Linked DNA regions of Mus musculus: region 1 is linked to region 2. The links are chromatin contacts, called in public Hi-C maps. All regions are on one chromosome and are shown on one strand. The core of a region is the stretch at or near the end of the contact, and the rest is flanking DNA. Distances in the headings are between cores, read along the strand shown.

The links. A called contact is a pair of places that touch in the nucleus more often than the background predicts.
Region 1: a contact with region 2 is called in a Hi-C map of forebrain, with 3 times the contacts expected there. The contact joins the promoter of Vbp1 here to the enhancer-like site in region 2. A contact is called at or near these places in 6 of 484 Hi-C or Micro-C datasets (the HL-1 cell line, LSK cells, adipose-derived mesenchymal stem cells and 3 more), 3 of 115 datasets of contacts at active chromatin or transcription factors (effector CD8 T cells, memory CD8 T cells and neural progenitor cells) and 1 of 9 other capture datasets (adipose tissue).

Annotation. Positions count from the first base shown.
Region 1 is chrX:75,510,999-75,516,536 of GRCm38.p6, forward strand. Vbp1 (von Hippel-Lindau binding protein 1) reads left to right here and starts at 3,299. Exons shown (of 6, transcript NM_011692.2): 1 at 3,299-3,430. The coding sequence starts at 3,341.
Region 2 is chrX:75,470,751-75,476,952 of GRCm38.p6, forward strand. It overlaps the pseudogene Gm8666. Among named protein-coding and RNA genes, the nearest start is that of Vbp1, 40 kb to the right of the region's middle. Within about 2 kb of position 4,786, at least 105 of the 459 cell types and tissues checked have an H3K27ac peak or open chromatin away from gene starts, as enhancers often do. A contact at or near this core is called in cerebral cortex, forebrain, memory CD8 T cells and 1 more, where this site is marked.

The sequences.
Region 1 (5,538 bases), core at 2,049-4,548, 39 kb after region 2:
CATTTCTCTTAATTGGAAGAAGTCTTTTAGATGTGCATTTAATGTGGTCATATTGGTGGTAAACTTAAGTTTTGTTTATCTGAAAATAAAATCATGCTCATTTTTGGTTTTTGGGGGTTTTTTAGATTGTGTCTTGCTTTGTGGTCCAGGTTGGCTTTGAACTCTGTGGTTCTGTTGACTTCCTTAGAATCCCTCTGCCTCTTCCCAGTTCTTGGATGAAATGCTATATGTAGCTAATACTCATTAATTTTACCTTTTAACATTATTTTTTACCTTTTAACATTAATTTTTATTAAATTATTTATTTACATTCCAAATGTTGCCCCCTTCCTGGTCCCTCATCCCTGAGTTCTTCATCCCCTCCCCCTCCCCTTTGCTTCTGAGAGGGTGTTCTCCCACCTCCCCCTCCCCCCAACCCCCCTCCCCCAAACACCCAACAATCCCCACCCCTGCTAGCATCCCTCTTCTTTCCCTGGGGCATCAAGTTTCTACAGGATTAAGTGCATCCTCTCCCACTGAGGCCAGACAAAGCAGTTCTCTGCTATATATGTGTGGCGGCAGGGGAGGCAGGGTTGGACACCCCGCACCCCATGCTCTTTGGTTGGTATTTTAGTCTTTGGGAGCTCCCAGGGATCTGGGTTTATTGATACTGTTGTTCTTCCTATAGGGTTGCCATCCCCTTCAACTCCTTCAGTCCTTCCCTAACTCTTCCATAGGGGTCCCTGGGCTCAGTCCAATGGTTGGATGTAAGTATCTGCATCTGTCTGAGTCAGGTGCTGGTAGAGCCTCTCAGAGGACAGACGTGCTAGGCTCCTGTCTGCAAGCACAACACTGCATCAGTAATAGTGTCAGGGTTTGGTGTCTGTGCATGAGATGGATCCCAAGGTGGGCCGGTCACTGGATGGCCGTTCTTCAGTCTCTGCTCCATTTTTGTCTCTGCATTTCCTTTAGATAGGAACATTTTTTTTTTAAAAAAAGAAATCACAGTGACTACTTGCTCACCATGAAACCTGTTGAAAAGATAACCACTTACATTGTTCTTTTTTCTTGCAAATAGAGGTGAAGCCATGTTCAATGGAAGATTGCAGCTTCAAAGCTTCCACTCCACCTTTGGCTTTTGTTAAAAACAAAAAGTAATTAAAGGACAAAAGGTTGCAAAGGGTGGAAAATGAAGGATAGATCTAGGAGGAGTTGTGGGAGTTCAGGGGTGAATATGATTAAAATGTACTGTATGCACATGTAAAATTCTCAAGAATAAAGTATTATGTATATATTAATTTGAAAATCTCAAATAGTTTTCCTTTTGTAGGGCGTTCAAAAGGATATGACAGACAAATCATCCATGCTGAAAGCACCAGCTAATGAGTAATTCCTATACTTGGGAATTTAGTCCATCAGTAGGGTGTTTGCTTAGTTTAGAATGCATGCAAGCAGGGTCCCTGAGAGGGAAGAAAGAAGGGAGAAAATTGGGGAAGAAGGGAAGGGAGCAAAGTAGAGAGGGAAAGAAGGAGGAAGAAGAGGAATGGAGAAAAAGAATGTTCTTTTTAGGAGTAATATTATAGAATTTGGGGCAAACTGAAATCTTATTAATCAATTTAAAGGTAGGAATTGTTCGTAAAAAAAAAAAACTCCCTCTTTGCTCATGAGTTTCAATAAAATAGGTTTTACTTTCTCATTTCAGTTGACACAAAGGACAAGAAGAGGTGAACTATTTTAAAGATTTTATTTTATTTTAAATTATATAAATGTGTACAGGGTGTTTTTTAGTGGTAGAGAACATTTTTATTTTTACTGTCTTTTTTTTTTTTTAGTTATCAAAACCATATATGAACTAAATACAAAGGCTTCCCAAGTTGTATAAATCTCATCTCAACTTTATCATGTATTTATTTTTGCTATTTTTCCCACCCTAACTTTTTCCCTCTTAACTCCTGCCCACTCCCTCTTGGATTCATGGTCCCTTCTTGTATGATTATTACTGTATCTTATATAAACTTATAACTGAGTACATTTAATGTTGTTCATATGTACATGTACTTGGGGCTGACCATTTAAGATTTGGCAACCTATCAGGGGGGCTTGTCTCTGGAGAAAATTGATTCTCCCTCCCTCAGCAGCCATTGACTGATTGTAGTTCATCATCTAGTGTAGGGCTGTGTGAAATTTCCCTCATTCCCATTAACGTGTATGCTGCTGGGGTCATTATGTAGGACTTGGCTAGGCAACCATATTGTTGAGATTTCATGGCTATAGTTTCCCTGCCATGTTGTTCTGGCTGGTTTTATGTGTCAACTTGACACAGCTGGAGTTACCACAGAGAAAGGAGCTTCAGTTGAGGAAATGCCTCCATGAGATCCAACTGTAAGGCATTTTCCCAATTAGTGATCAAGAGGGAAAGGCCCCTTGTGGGTGGGACCATCTCTGGGCTGGTAGTCTTGGGTTCTATAAGAGAGCAGGCTGAGCAAGCCAGGTAAGGCAAGCCAGTAAAGAACATCCCTCCATGGCCTCTGCATCAGCTCCTGCTTCCTGCCCTGCTTGAGTTCCAGTCCTGAGTTCCTTTGGTGATGAACAGCAGTATGGAATCGTAAGCTGAATAAACCATTTTTTCCCCAACTGCTTCTTGGTCATGATGTTTGTGCAGGAATAGAAACCCTGACTAAGACAAATTGATACTGGCTTGCTTTGTTTTATAAGCTACTTTTGCTTTTATTTGCAAACAGGGTCTCCTGCAGTGATTATGCATATCTGGTTTATTGATAGATTTGCTTTTTAAAGAGTTGTTGTGGAGGACAAAACTCTGGGAAGTCTTTGGATCTAAGAATTTAAGCACAGCTCTTGGCATTTTTTTCACATAAACTATAAACATATCGAAAGTTTTGACCTGGAAGCCGACAAGTATCTCACTGAAGGTGGCTTGTGAGAAAGATTGGTGTATTTCTTATGAGTCCAGGGCATACACACTCAGAATGAAGTTCACTGGTCTGCAAAAGGGAATTGGGATTGCCTCAGAAGCCACTCTGGAGTGTAGTCTCTTGATATCTTCAGGTGCAGGTGGGGCTGCGGTTTGGCATGGTCTGAATTCCCAGGGCTTTATCCTTGCCCATTCCTTAGATCTCTGAGATTAAGCATTAGAATAAGCATTAGCCTTCTGGCTTTTCCAACACATCCTTTCTAAGCTTGTCAGTCACATGCGTGTAGCCAATCACCACCCACGACGTAAGCACCAATGAATACGCAGATTCGCAGGGAGAGAGGCGGGTCTGAAGTGCAAACGATCCAATCACTGACGCCAACGATCGATGCCTCAGAAGGTAGTTATTTGCTCTGGTGCTTTCTGAAGATGGCGGCGGCTAAGGACGGATGCGGCCTAGAAACTGCTGCTGGAAACGGGCGGCGGCTCCACTTAGGGATTCCTGAAGCAGTGTTTGTGGTAAGAAACTCTTTCTCAGCGTCTTAATCTGATATTGGAGATTGCTTTCCAGTCACTTCCCAGGTCTGGGTCGTTGGGAGGAACAGAGCTAAAGGGTCCCGGAAGGGAATGTCTGGCCTTTTGCCTCTTCCTGCATCTTGGCTTTTTAGGCCTGGCGGGCGATAGCTTTGAAGAAAGGTAGTCCAACCCCGGCCCAGAAGAGGGAGCAGGGAGGAGAACTGGGTAGCTGGAGACGGATGCGAGGCGGATTGGGGCGTGGCGTCCCTTGAAACTGACCAGTTGCTGCCTGTTGTCGCCTAAAGAAAAACAAAAAACAGCAGCAACGGTTATTGAGCTCAAGACCGCAGTGATGCCGGAGATGTAGATGGGTGGACATTTAGCACAGAGAGCAGGCAGAGCAGCTGTTTGTAGGGTGTGGGTACTGAGTGGCACCCAGTCAGCTTGAGCACGGCCGTGGTCCGTTTCCTTGGGAATGGAAGCAGACTGCTGAGAAAAGTAAACGTTAGCACAAACGTTAAGTCCATGTGTTCTTGCTTTTAAGAATTGAGGCTTATGTAATGGGCAACCGGCTGTTATTAGGTTTTTGAAACCATTTTATATTTGCTTTTAGTAATACTATTTAAGCAGTTTGTAGACAACAAATTTTATGCAGTTGTGAAGATTGTGGGAAATGCAATTGGAAGGTTTCATGTAACAGGACCGACCCAAGTTAAATATTTGTACTGAAGCATATAAAATCTTAGTCAAAATTTCCTTGATTCTTTTTTGGTATGTACCAAAAATTATATATATTCTGTCTTATTGCTAACATTCTTCAAAAGACCCTTTTTTTCTTTTACTTAAATCACATTTTATATTGTATATTTTAATGTGCTGGTGGAATAAATTTTTATGTGTATTCTCAATGTTCTGTGCTTTTAAAAATATTTTTCAAGTGATCTTTACATGAAGTAATATTTTCTGAGGTTCAGAAATTTTCTTAGAAAATTTGCAAAACTTTATGAGGGAGTTACTGTTGTTCAAATTTTGTAGATGTAGTTGATGAAACCCAGAAATAGAGGTATCCAGAAGTAGCATTTGAGCAGTCAGGAGAGCTTTAGAACCTCTTTGGTCATGCTCTGCTACTTAGAGGTGAGGAAATTTTGTGTTATTTCTCCTGATCCTATTATAATGCCTGATATATAAGGATGTAAATATATAAATTTCCATTCTGTCTTAAATATAACCCGATAGCAGTAACTTCAGAAATGGAATTAATGAATACAAACTTTATCTGAGGGATTTACCGTAAAATAAACTTTTATTTATTTATTTTATTTATTTATTTTTTTGAGACAGCCCAGGTTGGCTTAGAACTCACTGTTTGGATTAGGATGGCCTCAAATTCATAGTGCCTGTCCTGCTTCTGCTTTCCAAGTTTGTAGGTTAAAGACAGACACTGTGACAACTGGCTGTAAAATTTTATGGTTAAATTTTATACCAACACGATGTAATAAGCAGTCCAAACTTTATATAATTATCTTGATGTTCCAAAACTAATGGAAGTGGCATGATATTTTAACAACATAAAATTCTATGTCTGAGAGTATTTGAATCCTACCCAACTTCCATCTTGCTGCTTAGTCTTGAGTTTCTATGGGTGACAATATTTATGGACTTATTTTGAAAAATAAAATATGTATTCAATTGAATTAAATCAGTAAGAAAAATGATAACTTTGGCACACAATTTGCTCAATTCTTTAGTGACTAGGGCACATGAGTAGGCAGTGTGCTTCATTGCTAGCAATTTTCATATTTATTACTAGAGCCACATGAGAAATGTATAAAGCAGGCAAGTTCATGTGTCTTACATTAAAAACAGAAAAATAAAGAATAAATTACCTACATAATGTATGTAAACTGTCCGAAATGGTCTTTCTTGAACTTTTTTTTTCTTTTTTTGAGACAAAGTATGTTGTCCAGGCTGACAACTTTGGATCCTTTCGCTTCTACTTCCTAAGTTCTGGGATAACAGACCTGTAGCATCATGTCTAACTTCTCTTTAACTTTTCTTCTGCCAGTGCTGGGGATAACCTAGGGCCACCTGTCTTGTAGGCAAGTGGTATA
Region 2 (6,202 bases), core at 3,536-6,035:
TAGGAACAGCTAAATAGTTTCTGCTTATTTTATTATTAATTCTCTACCTCTATTGAGATGTTAGCTACAAGTCCAGAGCCTGCTCTCAGAGTCCAAACAAGTATCCCATACTGCCCTCTCAAAACCAGTGGCCATTTTTCCTGGCAATTTGCCAGAATCCCTGTGCTCTGCAAGTTCAAAATCTAACTCACAATACTGGAACTCTGTCATGTGACAGAAAGAAACCATAGCTTAGTAGAGGTCACCTGTAGGGAGGGGCTGCTGATCCTTTGCCTAGGGTGCTGGTCCCCTCTGGTCTGGAAGAAAAGGGAACAGACACCTTAGCGGTCTCCATTGCACAACCATCTTTATTGTGGTAATATTCTTTCTGGGACCTGACTAGAATATGGGATCATCTATATCCAATGATGCTTTTGGGGTGACCACCAGTAAGCCCACTGAAACAGAAGCATAACATCTGGCCATTGAGTAGAAAGTTGCCACCTCTACCAGACCTTTTTCCTCCTTTCCCCATCCCCTCAACACCCCATGAGGGAAAGTTCCAGAGCACTGCTCGTACCTTCCACTAAGTAGAAAAGAACCAGTGGAGGGTTTGTTTGTTCTGTTTTGTTTTCAATTTAGGGTTTTTTTTATTTTGAGACAACTTTGTATGTAGCCCACTCTATTCTATGTAGCCAAGATTAGTCTCTGACTTGTTCCAATCCTCCTGCCTCTGCCTCTTGTATTGGGATCACAGACACATGCCAAAAGGCCTGGGGACATATCTCAGTTGGTAGAATGCTTTTCTAGCATTACAAAGCACTGGTTTTTGATTCTCAGCATCACATCCCCAGCATACACTGATATAAATCTGTCAGGGTGGAGCATACCTGTAATTCCAGCACTCAGGAGGTAGAGGCAGAGTGATCAGGAATATAAGGCCATTATTGGATACATAGTGAATTTGAGACTAGCCTGTCATACATAAGAGATCCTATCTCAAAAAAGAAAGAACGAATGAATGAAAGAAAAACTGAAAGAGAAGAAAGAGAAAAAGAAAAAAGCCCTAGCTTCCCAGAAGGGTCAAATTTTTAATTTTTGTTCATAATAACATTAACAGCAATATACATGTATGTATGTGTACATATTACTGTGGGCAAGCCAGATAATTAATTCTGGGGAAATATATACTACCCTACTCCAAATGTGTGTGTATGTTTTTTGAGAGAGACAGAGATACAGATAGAGCCAGAGAAGAGCCATAGAATGAATACCAATGCATCAAATAGTAAAATAAAAAGAGTTATATGAGGATCAACATTGTAAAAATGGCTATCTTGCCAAAAGCAATCTACAGATCCAATGCAATCCCCATCAAAATTCCAACTCAATTCTTCAACGAGTTAGAAGGAGCAATTTGCAAATTCATCTGGAATAACAAAAAACCTAGGATAGCAAAAACTCTTCTCAAGGATAAAAGAACCTCTGGTGGAATCACCATGCCTGACCTAAAGCTTTACTACAGAGCAATTGTGATAAAAACTGCATGGTACTGGTATAGAGACAGACAAGTAGACCAATGGAATAGAATTGAAGACCCAGAAATGAACCCACACACCTATAGTCACTTGATCTTCGACAAGGGAGCTAAAACCATCCAGTGGAAGAAAGACAGCATTTTCAACAATTGGTGCTGGCACAACTGGTTGTTATCATGTAGAAGATTGCGAATCGATCCATACTTATCTCCTTGTACTAAGGTCAAATCTAAGTGGATCAAGGAACTTCACTTAAAACCAGAGACACTGAAACTTATAGAGGAGAAAGTGGGGAAAAGCCTTGAAGATATGGGCACAGGGGAAAAATTCCTGAACAGAACAGCAATGGCTTGTGCTGTAAGATCGAGAATTGACAAATGGGACCTAATGAAACTCCAAAGTTTCTGCAAGGCAAAAGACACCGTCAATAAGACAAAAAGACCACCAACAGATTGGGAAAGGATCTTTACCTATCCTAAATCAGATAGGGGACTAATATCCAACATATATAAAGAACTCAAGAAGGTGGACTTCAGAAAATCAAATAACCCCATTAAAAAATGGGGCTCAGAACTGAACAAAGAATTCTCACCTGAGGAATACCGAATGGCAGAGAAGCACCTGAAAAAATGTTCAACATCCTTAATCATCAGGGAAATGCAAATCAAAACAACCCTGAGATTCCACCTCACACCAGTCAGAATGGCTAAGATCAAAAATTCAGGTGACAGCAGATGCTGGCGTGGATGTGGAGAAAGAGGAACACTCCTCCATTGTTGGTGGGATTGCAGGCTTGTACAACCACTCTGGAAATCAGTCTGGCGGTTCCTCAGAAAATTGGACATAGTACTACCGGAGGATCCAGCAATACCTCTCCTGGGCATATATCCAGAAGATGCCCCAACTGGTAAGAAGGACACATGCTCCACTATGTTCATAGCAGCCTTATTTATAATAGCCAGAAGCTGGAAAGAACCCAGATGCCCCTCAACAGAGGAATGGATACAGAAAATGTGGTACATCTACACAATGGAGTACTACTCAGCTATTAAAAAGAATGAATTTATGAAATTCCTAGCCAAATGGATGGACCTGGAGGGCATCATCCTGAGTGAGGTAACACATTCACAAAGGAACTCACACAATATGTACTCACTGATAAGTGGATATTAGCTCAAAACCTAGGATACCCAAGATATAAGATACAATTTCCTAAACACATGAAACTCAAGAAAAATGAAGACTGAAGTGTGGACACTATGCCCCTCCTTAGAAGTGGGAACAAAACACCCTTGGAAGGAGTTACAGAGACAAAGTTTGGAGCTGAGATGAAAGGATGGTCCATGTAGAGACTGCCATATCCAGGGATCCACCCCATAATCAGCATCCAAACGCTGACACCATTGCATACCCTAGCAAGATTTTATCGAAAGGACCCAGATGTAGCTGTCTCTTGTGAGACTATGCCGGGGCCTAGCAAACACAGAAGTGGATGCTCACAGTCAGCTAATGGATGGATCACAGGGCTCCCAATGGAGGAGCTAGAGAAAATACCCAAGGAGCTAAAGGGATCTGCAACCCTATAGGTGGAACAACATTATGAACTAACCAGTACCCCGGAGCTCTTGACTCTAGCTGCATATGTATCAAAAGATGGCCTAGTTGGCCATCACTGGAAAGAGAGGCCCATTGGACACGCAAAAATTATATGCCCCAGTACAGGGGAACGCCAGGGCCAAAAAGGGGGAGTGGGTGGGTAGGGGAGTGGGGGTGGGTGGGTATGGGGGACTTTTGGTATAGCATTGGAAATGTAAATGAGCTAAATACCTAATAAAAATTTAAAAAAAAGAGTTATATGAAGTAAATTGAAAATATTTTCAGTCTTTTCATTATCTTATTTTGATGCTTTTCATCATCTTTAATTTAGGTATACTACAGTATATAAACCAAACAAATATGAGTGTTGAACATCTAGCTAGTGTCCTTTTTGCCAAAGTTAGGAGCAGCAGCTGGGTGGTGATCTTCAAAGCCCTGATGCCCACACATTACCTCATGGTTTATGGAAATGAGGTGAGTACAGCACATGTGCAGTGTTTCTTTACTTCTATTACACAGAAACATAAACCAAAAATTGCAAAATGTACTTTTTTTAACTCTTTAACAACAGATTTTATTGGTCGAGGAGCAGAGTACACACATTCCAATTCTTATTACATGTACCGAAAAAGAGCCATATACTGTGTTCACGTACCCAAACTCTGAAGTCACATTGTGTTCATGTACACAAATGAAGAGCTACTTATTGTTTTTCTTTGAACTTGTTCAAGTGACCCGGCAAGTTCCCCTAAGACCTCTCATAACTACCAATGCCTGTAATCCTCAGTTCCACCAATTCACAATGTTACACCACACACAGAACAGACTCAGGACTTCCACCTTTCACAGCACATTATCACAACTGTTAGGAAAATGGACTGCCACGACCACAGACATCACAGTCCTGACGGGACAAGGACCAAGGACTGGCTTTCTTACAAAATGGTTCTACTAGAAACACGGGACCAGATAGAACTGAAAATATTCCAGACACGAATGCACGACTGAGAAGCCAAATTGCCATTTAATATGCTTTGTATTATAGGATATAAAACTAGCCCCATCTACGGAATGTTATGGTGACCCCCGAGACAGTCACAGCTTCTCCTGATTCAGTATCCTGCTATTTGCTGGTTGTACAAAAAAAAAAAAAAAAAAAAAAAAAAAAAAAAAAAACCACCCAGCAAATGATTTAACCTCTAAAAAACCATTTACACTTAAAAAAATGGGATGAGGTGGGAATCCCCTCACCTTTTAAAAATGTTTCTAGAGCTACTAAAAAACTCGCATTTACAAAATAGTTGATAAAAATATTCCTCTGGATTGTACAAGAAGGGAGGCGGGACCACTGTCAGACGTGATGGATGCTTAGTCGGACTTAGCTTCTTTCTCTTCTTCAGAGGCTGGACTCTGGTTTTCCGTCTCTCCATTTTCTGCAGGCAGCTCTGTGGTTTCCTGGTCAGCCACGTCAGCCTGTTTGCTCTTCGCTCCCCTCTTCCCTTTTATCTGCACTTTTTTGTCTGATGCTTTATCCTTTCCCGCGGCCTTTTTCCGGCTTCGCGTCCACCTTGGCAGGGGCGGGCTTGGCCGACAGCCTCGCGGAGAGGCACTTGGGCTCCGCCTTGGCCGCTCCATCCGCGCTAACCTTCCTCTTGGGCATCGTGGCGGCGAGGGGTGGGAGACGCATGCGTCGTCGGATCTGTCACCGAGGAGCCGCACTGCCAAGCCGCCGCCGCCGCCGCCACCACCATGCGAACTGCTGCGACCCGTCCTGGGGGCGGTGGGAGAACCGGATGGAACCGGATTCCAAAATGTACTTTTTAAAGGTCTTATTATTTCTTACTTCTATAAGTGGAAGGTAAAACAAGTAAATTACATTTTTTTCTTTCACTGATGATTGTAACTTTGAAATCAGTATTCTTGGAAATATACCAGTTATATACTGCTAAAATATCCACTGGATAATAACGTAACTAATAAAGTACATATTGAATATTTCAATTACTCTTCAGTGATGGGACCCCTCCCAACAAATGTATTACTGCATAAATGTTTTACTTTTTGAGTGAGACTGGATACCTGATGGTATTGTATCTTCACATGCCTACTTTTCCCCATATACATATTTTTAATTACATGGAACAGCTGAAGTATTCTATAGAATTACATTTTTTTCTATTTCAAATTCATAACCCTTTAATTTCCATAAACCTTGGATTAAAAATTAAAGTTTAGAAATATGTTGTAATTTGAAACTTATTGTACAGTAATGGTAATTACACAAGATAGTATCTATAAAGTAGCGCATACATATGTATCATAATAGCTATATCAGAATAAGAACCATACTTTAAAAAAAATTCATAACACTAAAAATGTGAGGTACTTATGGGGTTAATTTCAAATAAAGTCTATCAACCCAAGTAAATACTAGAATGACATCTTTATCCTACTACATATATAAAATCATTTCCACAAAGATAAAATATAGAGCACTAAATTTAAAACTAAAGAAAATGTAGGTGGCTGTTTTATACAGCATTTTGATAGGAAAAACATCATAAAGCTAATCATAAGAAAGTATAATTATGGCTGGAGAGATGGCTCAGTGGTTAAGAGCACTGACTGCTCTTCCAGATGTCCTGAGTTCGATTCCCAGCAACCACATGGTGACTCACAGCCATCTGTAATAAATGCCCTCTTCTGGTGTGTCTGAAGACAGCTTACAGTGTACTTATATACATAAAAAAGTATAATTATAGGAAAAAGGGCAATACAACGAGCACATTGCAAAACATTTAATATTAAATTAAATGTAATATTCCGTAAGAAGGCTGGATTTAAAAATTGATTCTAATACAGAAAACTTTAATTTTTTACAGTTATTTATTGTGTGTGTGTGTGTGTGTGTGGTCACCCATGAAAACAAGTAACTTTACTCACAGAACCGTCTTGATTGCCTGAAGACAAATTTTAGAATGACATTTTATTATGAATAAATATTGTATGTGGTGGTGGTGGTGTGTGTGTGTGTTTAGTGTGTACTAGGACATGTATGCCACAATGCACACCTGGAGATGAGAAGACAG